Regions from separate parts of the Gossypium hirsutum genome. Here region 2 is linked to region 1. A link is a contact called in public Hi-C data. All regions are on one chromosome and are shown on one strand. The core of a region is the stretch at or near the end of the contact, and the rest is flanking DNA. Distances in the headings are between cores, read along the strand shown. Region 1 holds the start of LOC107914353 (methylmalonate-semialdehyde dehydrogenase [acylating], mitochondrial). Region 2 holds the start of LOC107915933 (1-aminocyclopropane-1-carboxylate synthase).

Region 1 (5,173 bases), core at 1,015-3,514:
AGAAATGAAATGTACACTCATTTCAGAAGTATATTCTCTGAGAGGGGAGCAGAAATAGATTTATCATTTAAAACCTTACTAGTCCCTATGGAATGAAATTTATGATAGGACATGCTCCCACCTAGGGTAAACTGCAGTTTATAATAGATTTATTATAGCTGGGTCAATATTGATTGCAAACCTGCCTAGTAATATCTGACAATTGGATGATAAATTGCAAAGTAATCAATACCAACCAGCTATGAACAAACAGAATTTGAGAGGCCAGGTTAAAGTAAAATCTCTACTTTAAATACAAAAAAGTAAAAATAACAATGGGAGACTAACCTGATAAATTTCCTTGACGAATCTTGGCTTTAAGGTTGTACAAATGCCTTGGAGTTGACTGCAACTCTGGATTAGTTTGTTTCAGAGCCTTGAGCACTTGGCGTGGTTTTATACCAGCTTCAGTCATTAATTTGATTTGCCTAATTTCTTCCTCGGTAAAACGATGACTATAAGGATGCTCTGACATATCTTTTAAAGGCTCATGGTTATGCTCCCCATTTTTAATGGTGAGAACCCAGGAATCATCTTCCTTTTTTCCTATAGCCTCAAAAGGACAGTTTATAAGTCTTGAGCATGCTTTCCTTTTGCGTTTACTTTCATCAATCTTACGCCTATTGCGATAAATGCCTCCTCTGTCACATCCAAGGATGACTCTTCTGTCTTTCCTTGACTTCTTAATAGTCACTACATATCCTTGGCTAGCCCCAAAGTCCCGCACATGTTTAATGAGCTCCTCACGATCTTGAAATATTCCAGGAGGTGGAGGAAGCATATTTTTCTGTCCACTAAAAGCCACCTGACTTTGAGCGTCCATGCCCAGTGGCAGGAAGGAAAACCCCTGAAAAACAGTTAAAAGCAAAAGGTCAAGAATTTAGGTGGCAAGTAGTGCACGAAAACACAGAAGCTATCAAGACTCTTTAAATTTCTTTTTATGAAAGATAAGAATACAGAGTTCCTTTTCCCTTCTTTCTTCAACTATGTGGTAACAGGAAAAACTCAGGTATCCACTTTTCTGTCCAATCTTACCTCCTGGTTAAGACTTTTGGCCAATCTATTCATATTGAATCCAATATTACATATAAGTACTTCGAAACATGCATAATACAGTAAGATGTTCATTTGACGTAGCGGCAACAACAAAGTCCAACCTTTAAAAATTTATGTTCCAGACATCAGAGCTAGCACGAAACTTTAGGAGGGAGGGAAATTCTTTTGAAAAGCCAATTTTATACGTTTTCAGCTCAAATATTTGGCAATGAAATATCACAAGGTGAAATGAGTTCTGCCATTTCACTTGTCCAATACACTATGCCCCATAACTCAGTGTATAGAGTATATTTCCACTGATGGAAACATGTATCAAGATTATTCTTTTTCTCTGACAGGGAGCTAAAACAATATTGTAGCAGAACAATCATATCACACTTGACAGATTTTCCTTTGTGTTGTAAAATCTAAATTCGTAAACCTTTCACAAACTCTACCAATAAGAAAAGTAACAGTCCAAAATATTCACTCTAAATCACACATTAACATGGGGGAAAACAAAGACCAAAATGTTTAAATTAACAACACAGGAAGCAAATATCTTAATCCAAGATGGGAATTCAATTAACAAAAAGAAATAGAAACAAATTTACAATGCAAAGTAACTTACTTGTCGAGAATATCACTGTGGGAATTTGTATTCACGGAAGTAAAAGATTGCACCCTGTAAACCCTCTCAAAATCTAGAACAAGTAAATTGAGTAGGTTATATTTAAAAAAAGAAGAAGAAGAAGCAAAATTAAAGAATTATAAGAGAAGTATGAGGAGAATGATCTGATTAATAAAGAAAAGTAATATAAACACACACAAACAATAAAAAAAAAGGAGATGAACAATAAAAAAAATGCAGCAACCCAGTGACTGGAGAAGTTATTAGAACACTAAAAATGAGCTTACATTTTTATTTGTTCTATTTTCTGAAAGAGGATAATAAGGAAACCCAATAATCTGAGAGAAAGTGGGAAAGTGGGAAAATTTGAAGGTTTCGGCCTTTTAGATTGGGGCGGTGAGAGAGGTAAATATGGGGAACGCCTGTCCTCCTATACTAGCCTACTAGCTCCCCCAAGTCCGAACCAGTGTTCTTGGACTTTCACGAATTTGCTTTTCACGCGCACTTTCAGCGTCAGGGGTTTGAACGGTTCTGATCTTAGCAGATTATGAATTATCATTAAACGCTCCTTGGGTCGGACCGGGTATAAAAAGCTCGGGCCAAGCTTAAGCACTGTATTAAAAGGTTTTGGTAAAAGTACAAGGAAAGCCCCTGTAAGAAATGGGTAAATTAGCCCTTATACATTTCAAAAAATGTAAATTAGTCCCTCCAGTAAATTCTAAGTTAAATGATTACGTGGAATGTTAATTTAAATGGTCAATTAATAATTTAGCCCTTGAAATATAGCTAAAATATCATTTTGATTTTTTAAATTTTTTCTTCACAATAATTTTAATTTTTTTTAAATCTTAAAAATAAATATAAATTATTAAAAATCATGTTCAAATATTTTTGAAAAATAAAAATTATAAATAAACTTTTCTAAAATTTCAAAATATAAGTAAAAAAAATCTAAATTTTTTCTTCAAAATATTTAAAAATTTTATCAAACTTTTGAGACAAAACCTAGAATCCATCAGTTTTTTTACAAGACTTTCTTTCCTATATTAAAAAACCCAGAAAATTGAAAAGTTTTAATTATGCATTTTCAAATTCCTCATACTTTCGTTAATGTTTAGTTTCATTTTCGTCGCTCATGCTTCCAACTAAAAAGTACATAAAAAGATTTAATGTTTATTTTCTTTTACTTTAGTGAATACTCATTTTCGCATCTTCTATGCCTTCGTATCTTTTGATAGTATGTAATCACCGTTATAAAATTTTGATTACTCATTTTCGCATCCCTTTAGCTATTATAAACTTTTCCATTTAAAGATCTTATCATTTAATACCCTAAAAAGTTTAATTTTTAAGTTATTGGGTTTAACAATTTTTTAGTTTTAAATTTTTAATATAAATTTATAAATTCTAAACAAAGACTCCATGGGTTTAAAATTTTAGAAAATAATATTTTAAATTTTTGGGAAGAAATAAAAGATAAAAAATGAAATTTTAATTTAAAATAAAACCCTAAAACCATTAACACACCTCCAAAGCTGGAGGAGCAATGAAAAGAGCTCCTTGTTTATCACCAAAGAGAGATGCAAAATCAAAATATTTTATTTATTGTAGATGTATTGTTTTTTTAATTTGATTGTATTTCAATAATAATAATAAAACTATAATTTTTATTGAAATGAGTGATTTTAGAATTGCACTTGAAAACATCTTCAACAGGAAATGTTAGTTTCTCATTGCATTAAATAGATTTAATCAAATTGAGAATTTTATTGAAAATGAAAATGTTTCCCCATTATTGAAAAAGATCTCAATTTTTCAAAAATAAAAACACCATGATTCCCCCCAAAAGAGCTTCTTTGAATGTAAATTTTGGTTTGATTTTGTTTTAACATGATTTCAAATATATTTTTAATAATTTTGATAGTTTATATTTATTTTTAAGATTTTTTAAAAAAAATAAGAATTATTGTTAAGAAAAAATTTAAAAATCAAAATGATGTTTTAGCTATAGTTTAAGGACCAAATTCATTTAAATTAACATTCCACATCATCATTTAACAGATAAAATTTAACAAAATAGCTAATTTGCACGTTTCAAAATGTTTAAAGCTAATTTGCCTATTTTTTCAATAGAGGGACCGAAATGCAATATGTCCCTAAGTACATGGGCTTCCTTGATACTTTTACCAAAAGGTTTTGAAAATAAAAAATATGGTATAATGATAAATTTAATCCTTGATTTTTTTACATAAATTTAATCCTTAATTTTTACATCATTTTATCAATTTGACTTTTATTCTCTTCTATTTTTTAAGTTAAATTTGACCCGTAGCCTTTTAAAAGCTGTCAAATTTGACCATCAACATTCCAAAAAGAGTCAAAGCTATTAACTTTTTTAATTGAAATAATGATTAAAACATTACTTTTTTAAACATGGTAGCTTACATGACAATCCAGATATACTTTATACTAATTCTTTTTTAAATTTTGAAATTTGAAATTTGAAATTTAAATTTTTTATAAATTTTAAATTATTTATTGACGTGACATATAATACCAATAATATCATGTTATCATAAAGTACATGTAAACTGCCACATAGTAAGTCATACCAACATTATTAAAAATTAATATTTAGTTAATATTTTAATTAAAAAAAAGTGATTTGACCATTTTTAAAAAGTTAATGGTCAAATTTAGTTTAAAAAGGAATAGAGGCCAAATTGATAAAAATTATAAACATTGAGGCAGAAAATTAACATTATGCTTAAAAATATTAGAGCACGTTTGGTTCGCTGTATTTGATTAGAGGTGTATTGGATTAGAGGTGTATTGGATTAGAGGTGTAATGGAATAGAGGTGTAATAGCAAATCAACTGTTTGGTTGAATGTAATGGAATAGAGGCGTAATAGTAAAACTGTGTTTGGTTGAATGTAATAGAGGTGTAATAGCATAATGGAGAAAACTAAAATGACCAGAATACCCTTAGCATAAATTTGTTTTGGTAAATGATTATTGTTATTGTTATTTAAATTTTAATAAGATTATTTATTATCAAAAATAAATAATTTAATCATATTTAAACATAATTATTATTTAATATATTTTAATTAAAATATATAATTTAATAAAATTCTTAATAATTAGCAGAAATTTGTTTTGGTAAATTATTTTATTTAAATTTTAATAAGATTATTAATATCAATAATAAATAATTTAATCATATTTAAACATAATTATTATTAAATATATTTTAATTAAAATATATAATTTAATAAAATTCTTAATAATTAATATTCTTATATGAATTTACTCAAACCATAATATATGATACTGTAAAATATAAAATAACATAATTATTATTAAATATAATATAATTAAAATATATAATTTAATAAAATTCTTAATAATTAATATTCTTATATGAATTTACTCAAATCATAATATATGATACTATAAAATAAAAT
Region 2 (5,173 bases), core at 1,465-3,964, 170 kb after region 1:
GAATAAGATATGAATATCCAAATAAAAAATAAAATAATATAAAAAATTATGAAAACATATAAAATTAATTTAATTTTATTCTATTAAGGGCGGTGCAATGCTAGTTCTCAATCCACTTTAAAAATTTTAAAATATTTTAAAAAAGTTTATAATTGAACTTAACCATTTAAAATTTAAAATTATATATATGCTAGCCAAAATGTGAACGCATGACTCTTTCATTGACTAACCAGATAAGCTTAGATATCTAAAAGAAAAAAATGTTCAGTTTGCTAAAACAATATATTAATTGAAGTTAATCTAATTTACAAATAATAGATATGGCTGATTTAAACACTTAACCCTATTGAATTAATTTAAATAGAGAAATTAGACATCTTAAGAAATGAAATTCATTTAACAATAATTTAATGCATTTATATATTTTATCACGCCATAATTGTATTTAAGCTATTTTTATTTCGTATTAAAAAAAATCGATATTTTTTATGATGATTTTATTCTAAATTCTTAATAATTGCACATATTCTATTTTGTATGGAGTCTAGTTCCATATTTTCGTACTGTCTGATATTCTCAGCTTAATAATATTTTAATATCAACAATTGAGCGTAAATTACGTCAATATTTATAATAAATGAAATTGGAATAAATTTATCTTCGAATGATTACATCAAAAAATTCAAATACATAAATTGGTAAAATTATACCATTTAACAATAATTTGTTTTATTGACTATGTATAATTTTTTTATTCACAAGGAGAATTTTTATGGTTTCAATTAAATTTAACAACATTTAAAAATGTTACGAATATTCTTATTTTAGGCAGCCGCATCTAATGTGGCTGCAATATTAGACAAGGACATGAAATGTGGTCGGTAGCTAAAGCTAACTTCTGTTGTAGTGTCTTGTTCCCGATCATAGAAAGATTGTAAGGAAAGCCGAGAAACCCAATTGTTGCGGGCTTTTCGTCTTAAGCTTTTCAACTCTTGGTGGCTTTGGGACTTCATGGCGATGGAACTAACGAAGGATTTCAACCGTTGGATGGCGAGTTTCAGGGTGCTTTCCAACATGTTAGCAAAGCAAACTCGAAACCAACCTGGTTCAATGCAATGACATGAAGAACCAGGCGAAATGTTTATTTTAACATGGTAAACAATTTTCTGCCACAGCTCCATTTCGGCTTCGAACGTGTTGGACTTCAAAAGGTGCCTCATGTCGACCCAACAGAACAGCCCGGCATTGCTGTCTAAACACCTAATGCCGGCTTTTTCCAGGCCTGAAACCAGGTCCTTTTGTTGCTTTTGAAGCCTCTTGTGGTTCTCGGACATGTATTCTTTCGTGAACTTCTTGTCGAATAACATGGCAGAGAGTAGATACTGTGTTTGAGAAGAAACGAGGCCGAAACTGGACATTTTAATGGCGGCGGAGACAACGACGGGATCGTTGGAGTAAATAGCACCAACTCGAAAACCAGGAAGACCCAAATCTTTAGAAAGACTGTATACAATATGAACTCTTTCCCAGACTTGAGTTTGATCGAGATTTCGATCTTTTAAAACTTCCATTACACTTACGAAGGATGGAGAGGTGAAAACAGTGCCGGCGTAAATTTCATCGCTGATTAAATGAATTTGTTTGTCTTCAATGAAGTTGATGAGTAAATACAATTCGTCTCTCGCCATTGTCGTCCCCAGTGGGTTAGAAGGGTTGGTGATTAAAACCCCTTTCACTCTCAGCTTCCTTTTTTGAGCTTGTCGATAAGCTTGTTCGATGGCGGGTAAAGTGACTTTGAAGCCATTAGAACTGGTACAATGTATGGGTACTATTTCAACCCCAGTTCGCCACCTCAGATCTCTATCAAAACTATTAAGGGGGGGAGAAAATGATGAATGTATGAGTGAATTACGTATGTTTTCATGCATGCATAAAATAAGGTATAAAGAAAGCAAAAGATATACCCTGGGTAATATGGCGTAGGAAGAAGAAAAGCGTCGCCTTGATCAGCGAGACAAAACATAAGAGTTTCATTGGCGGAGGTTGCACCAGCAGTGAGAACTACATGATTTGGGTCAAAACTTACTTTGTTTCCTCGGATTTCACCCATGAAATCAACCAATGCCTGTTCATCAAAATCATCAATAACCCAAATATTATCTTCTAATATGTTTATGGGATATTTTTTTTAATTAGCTAAGCTTACCCTTTTGAATGCAGGGAAGCCATTATAATCTTGGAAAAGAGCAAGCTCTTTGAATATGGATATCCCATCTCTCTTCAAACCCAGTGCATCTGGGTTTTTCATCAGCCATGGTTCAAGAAGATCCAAGCAGAGCTACAAAAAAGAATGCATTAAGATTTGAGATATCAAACTCAGTTTCAAAAAAGAAAAGAAAAAGAAAATCTCGTTACCTGATTTTCTGCAAGACCCATCTGGATAATACCATTAGGGTTGTTGACTTCATTGTAGGGGTTTTTCTTATATTCCTGCCATCCTAGAAAGTAAGAAGAATCTTGCCCATGAGTGTTACAAGTGGCTCTTCTTGACAATAACCCCATTTTTGGCCTCTTTGAGCTATAGAAAAAAGGACTTAAAAAGCTCTAATATAAGCTCCTGTTTAGATCAATCGTAGCCAAAAGAAAAAAAATAGAGAAAGAGAGGGAAGAAATGTAAGTAATGGTGAGGTCTGCTGCAAATGGAGATATATATACATTGCATAAGGCACCAAAGTTTTAAATTAGGGCCGCTTTTGACTATACTGATTGGAGCTTTATTTAGGATAGAAACAGAGAACTAATAAATGACAGGTTTTTTATGTATTTACCAAACAGCAGATAAGCTAATTATTTTATTTTGGGCATAACAATAAAAGATAATTATATTATAAAATTTTAGAAGATACTCTTTTTACTATTTTTTTATAAAATATTGTAAAAAAGTCTAATAAGGAATTAAGGGGAACAGAAGCGTCCGCCTGCACCCATTAGCTTTTATTTTTATATAATAAATATATTGAATATAAAGAGAAAAATAATTGTTTCTACCACACATCCATTTTCATCTACATTTCTTTTTATACAAATGAGATATGAAAAGGTTACAGAAATCCCAAAAATTAAACACAATTTCTCTTCTTATCAAAATTATTTGTTTGTCCTATGGAGGAAAAAGGCAAAAGCATGGGCTACACGACTCACCCACATCAAAGTCTACGGTAAGTTGGAGGGTATAGGCCCTTTCTCTTAACCAATCCAACCCTCTTGTTCAAGATGTCCTTGATCTACCCGCCGCTTTGAAATTTTCAGATTGAGTTACGACTATTTTAAATATTACATTTTATTATTTTAAAATAATAGATATACTATTATAATTAAATTAAAAAATATTCATTATGAACTTTTTCAAAACCCTACAACTTTTTCTTTTGTTTAGTGGCGGTGTTACCCTTACCACCCACCTTTTTCTCTTGTCTATCAACTCTCTTTTTATTTTTTTTCTCATTCACTCCAAGTATATTCTCTCTTTTTAGTTTACAAATTTATTTTTTTAAGTATTTCACAAGTTATGATGAACAGATGACGGTGTCTATCATCATTAAAACGCTACCGACTTTTTTTTAAAAAAAATTTGGGTAACTCTTCGTTGATTTCTTAATCTGTTTCTGTTTTGAGAGTATTTCAAAATAATAAATTATTTCATGAGTCGGTTTGGACTCGTGTTATTAAGTTTTATATTTTTCATAGTTTAATAAGTTTCACTTTTAAAAGTTTTTGTCTATTCACTACAGCAAAACAGGTTTTTAGCAGTATTTTTAGCGGCGTTTGAATGAAAAACGCCGCTAAAGATTGAGTATTAGCGGCGTTTTTTAGAAAAATGCTTGATCTTTAGCGGCGTTCAAAAAACACCGCAAAAAAATTAACACAACGCCGTCGTTTTGTATTGAGCCTTTAGTGCCTTTAGCGGCGTTCAAAAAACGGCACAAAAAAATTAACACAATGCTGTCGTTTTGTATTGAGCCTTTAGTGCCTTTAACGGCGCTTTTTAAAAACGTCGCTATATGTACACCTTTAGCGGCGCTTTTTAGAAAACGCCGCTAATACTTGATCTTTAGCGGCGTTGGCTTTTTTTGAAAAACGTGTAAAAGAGTTTTGCAAAATTTTAGTGGCTTAGCGGCGCTTTTTAAAAGCACCGCTAAAGATCGAGTATTAGTGGCGCTTTTTTAAGAAACGCCGCTATAAGTACACCTTTAGCGGCGCTTTTTGAAAAAAGCCAGTAATGCTCAATCTTTAGCGGCTTTTTTGAAAAACGTCACAAAAAATGAAAAAAATTAAAATACTATTATTTAAATTAATTTTAAAGATTTTTGGTATATGACTAATTGTTTTTTAATTTATATGTTAAATTTTTTCTTATATACTTGTAAAAAAGATAGTATTAATTTTAAAATATTGAATATCATTATAGTTTAAGGTTTACGGTATATGGTTAAAGGTTTACTGTTTATGAGTTATTATTTTAAGGTTTATGGATTATGAGTCTAAGGATTATGGTTTAAGGGTGGTTTATGGGTTGGGGTTAATGGTTAGGGGTTAGGGGTTAAGTGTTAAGGGCATAAGGGCTAGGCATTAAAGGGACATGGGTTAGGGGTTTATGGTTTATGAGTTAATATTTTAAGGTTTATGGATTATGGTTTAGGAATTATGTGTTGGGGTTTAAGGTTTAGGGTTAGGTGTTAAGGGTTTAGGGTTTAAGAGTTAAGGGATATGGGTTTAGGGTTTAGGATTTAGGATTTAAGGATAAGGGTTAAAAGTTTAGGGTTTAGATTAATTAGTATTATTTAATTTATATATTAAATGATTTCTTATATAATTGTAAAAGAGATAATATTAATTTTAATATATTAAAATTATGATTATTGTTTAAATTATTTAGGAGATAATAGATAAAATTTATATATTATTAAATATTGACTATCATAAGTTAATTATTGTGGCTACCAAATTATAACAAATAAAAATAAATATGAAAACTAAGACATTAGTGGCGTTTTTTAAAAAAACGCCACAAAAAAATAGGGGAGACTTTTTTTTAAAAAAAACACCGCAAAAAACACTACAGTTTAATAAAAACAGCGTTGTTTTCCTTTCTTAAATTTTATCTTCTTGTGTC

The links. Hi-C and Micro-C count contacts between places; a contact is called where the count stands out from the background.
Region 2: a contact with region 1 is called in a Hi-C map of leaf, with 1.9 times the contacts expected there. The contact joins the promoter of LOC107915933 here to the promoter of LOC107914353 in region 1. A contact is called at or near these places in 3 of 34 Hi-C or Micro-C datasets (callus and leaf).

Annotation. Positions count from the first base shown.
Region 1 is chrA10:17,201,697-17,206,869 of Gossypium_hirsutum_v2.1, forward strand. LOC107914353 (methylmalonate-semialdehyde dehydrogenase [acylating], mitochondrial) reads right to left here and starts at 2,265. Exons shown (of 21, transcript XM_016843252.2): 1 at 1,993-2,265; 2 at 1,706-1,778; 3 at 328-886. The coding sequence starts at 862.
Region 2 is chrA10:17,370,572-17,375,744 of Gossypium_hirsutum_v2.1, forward strand. LOC107915933 (1-aminocyclopropane-1-carboxylate synthase) reads right to left here and starts at 2,715. Exons shown (of 4, transcript XM_016845117.2): 1 at 2,416-2,715; 2 at 2,207-2,338; 3 at 1,965-2,125; 4 at 683-1,869. The coding sequence starts at 2,562. The coding sequence ends at 825.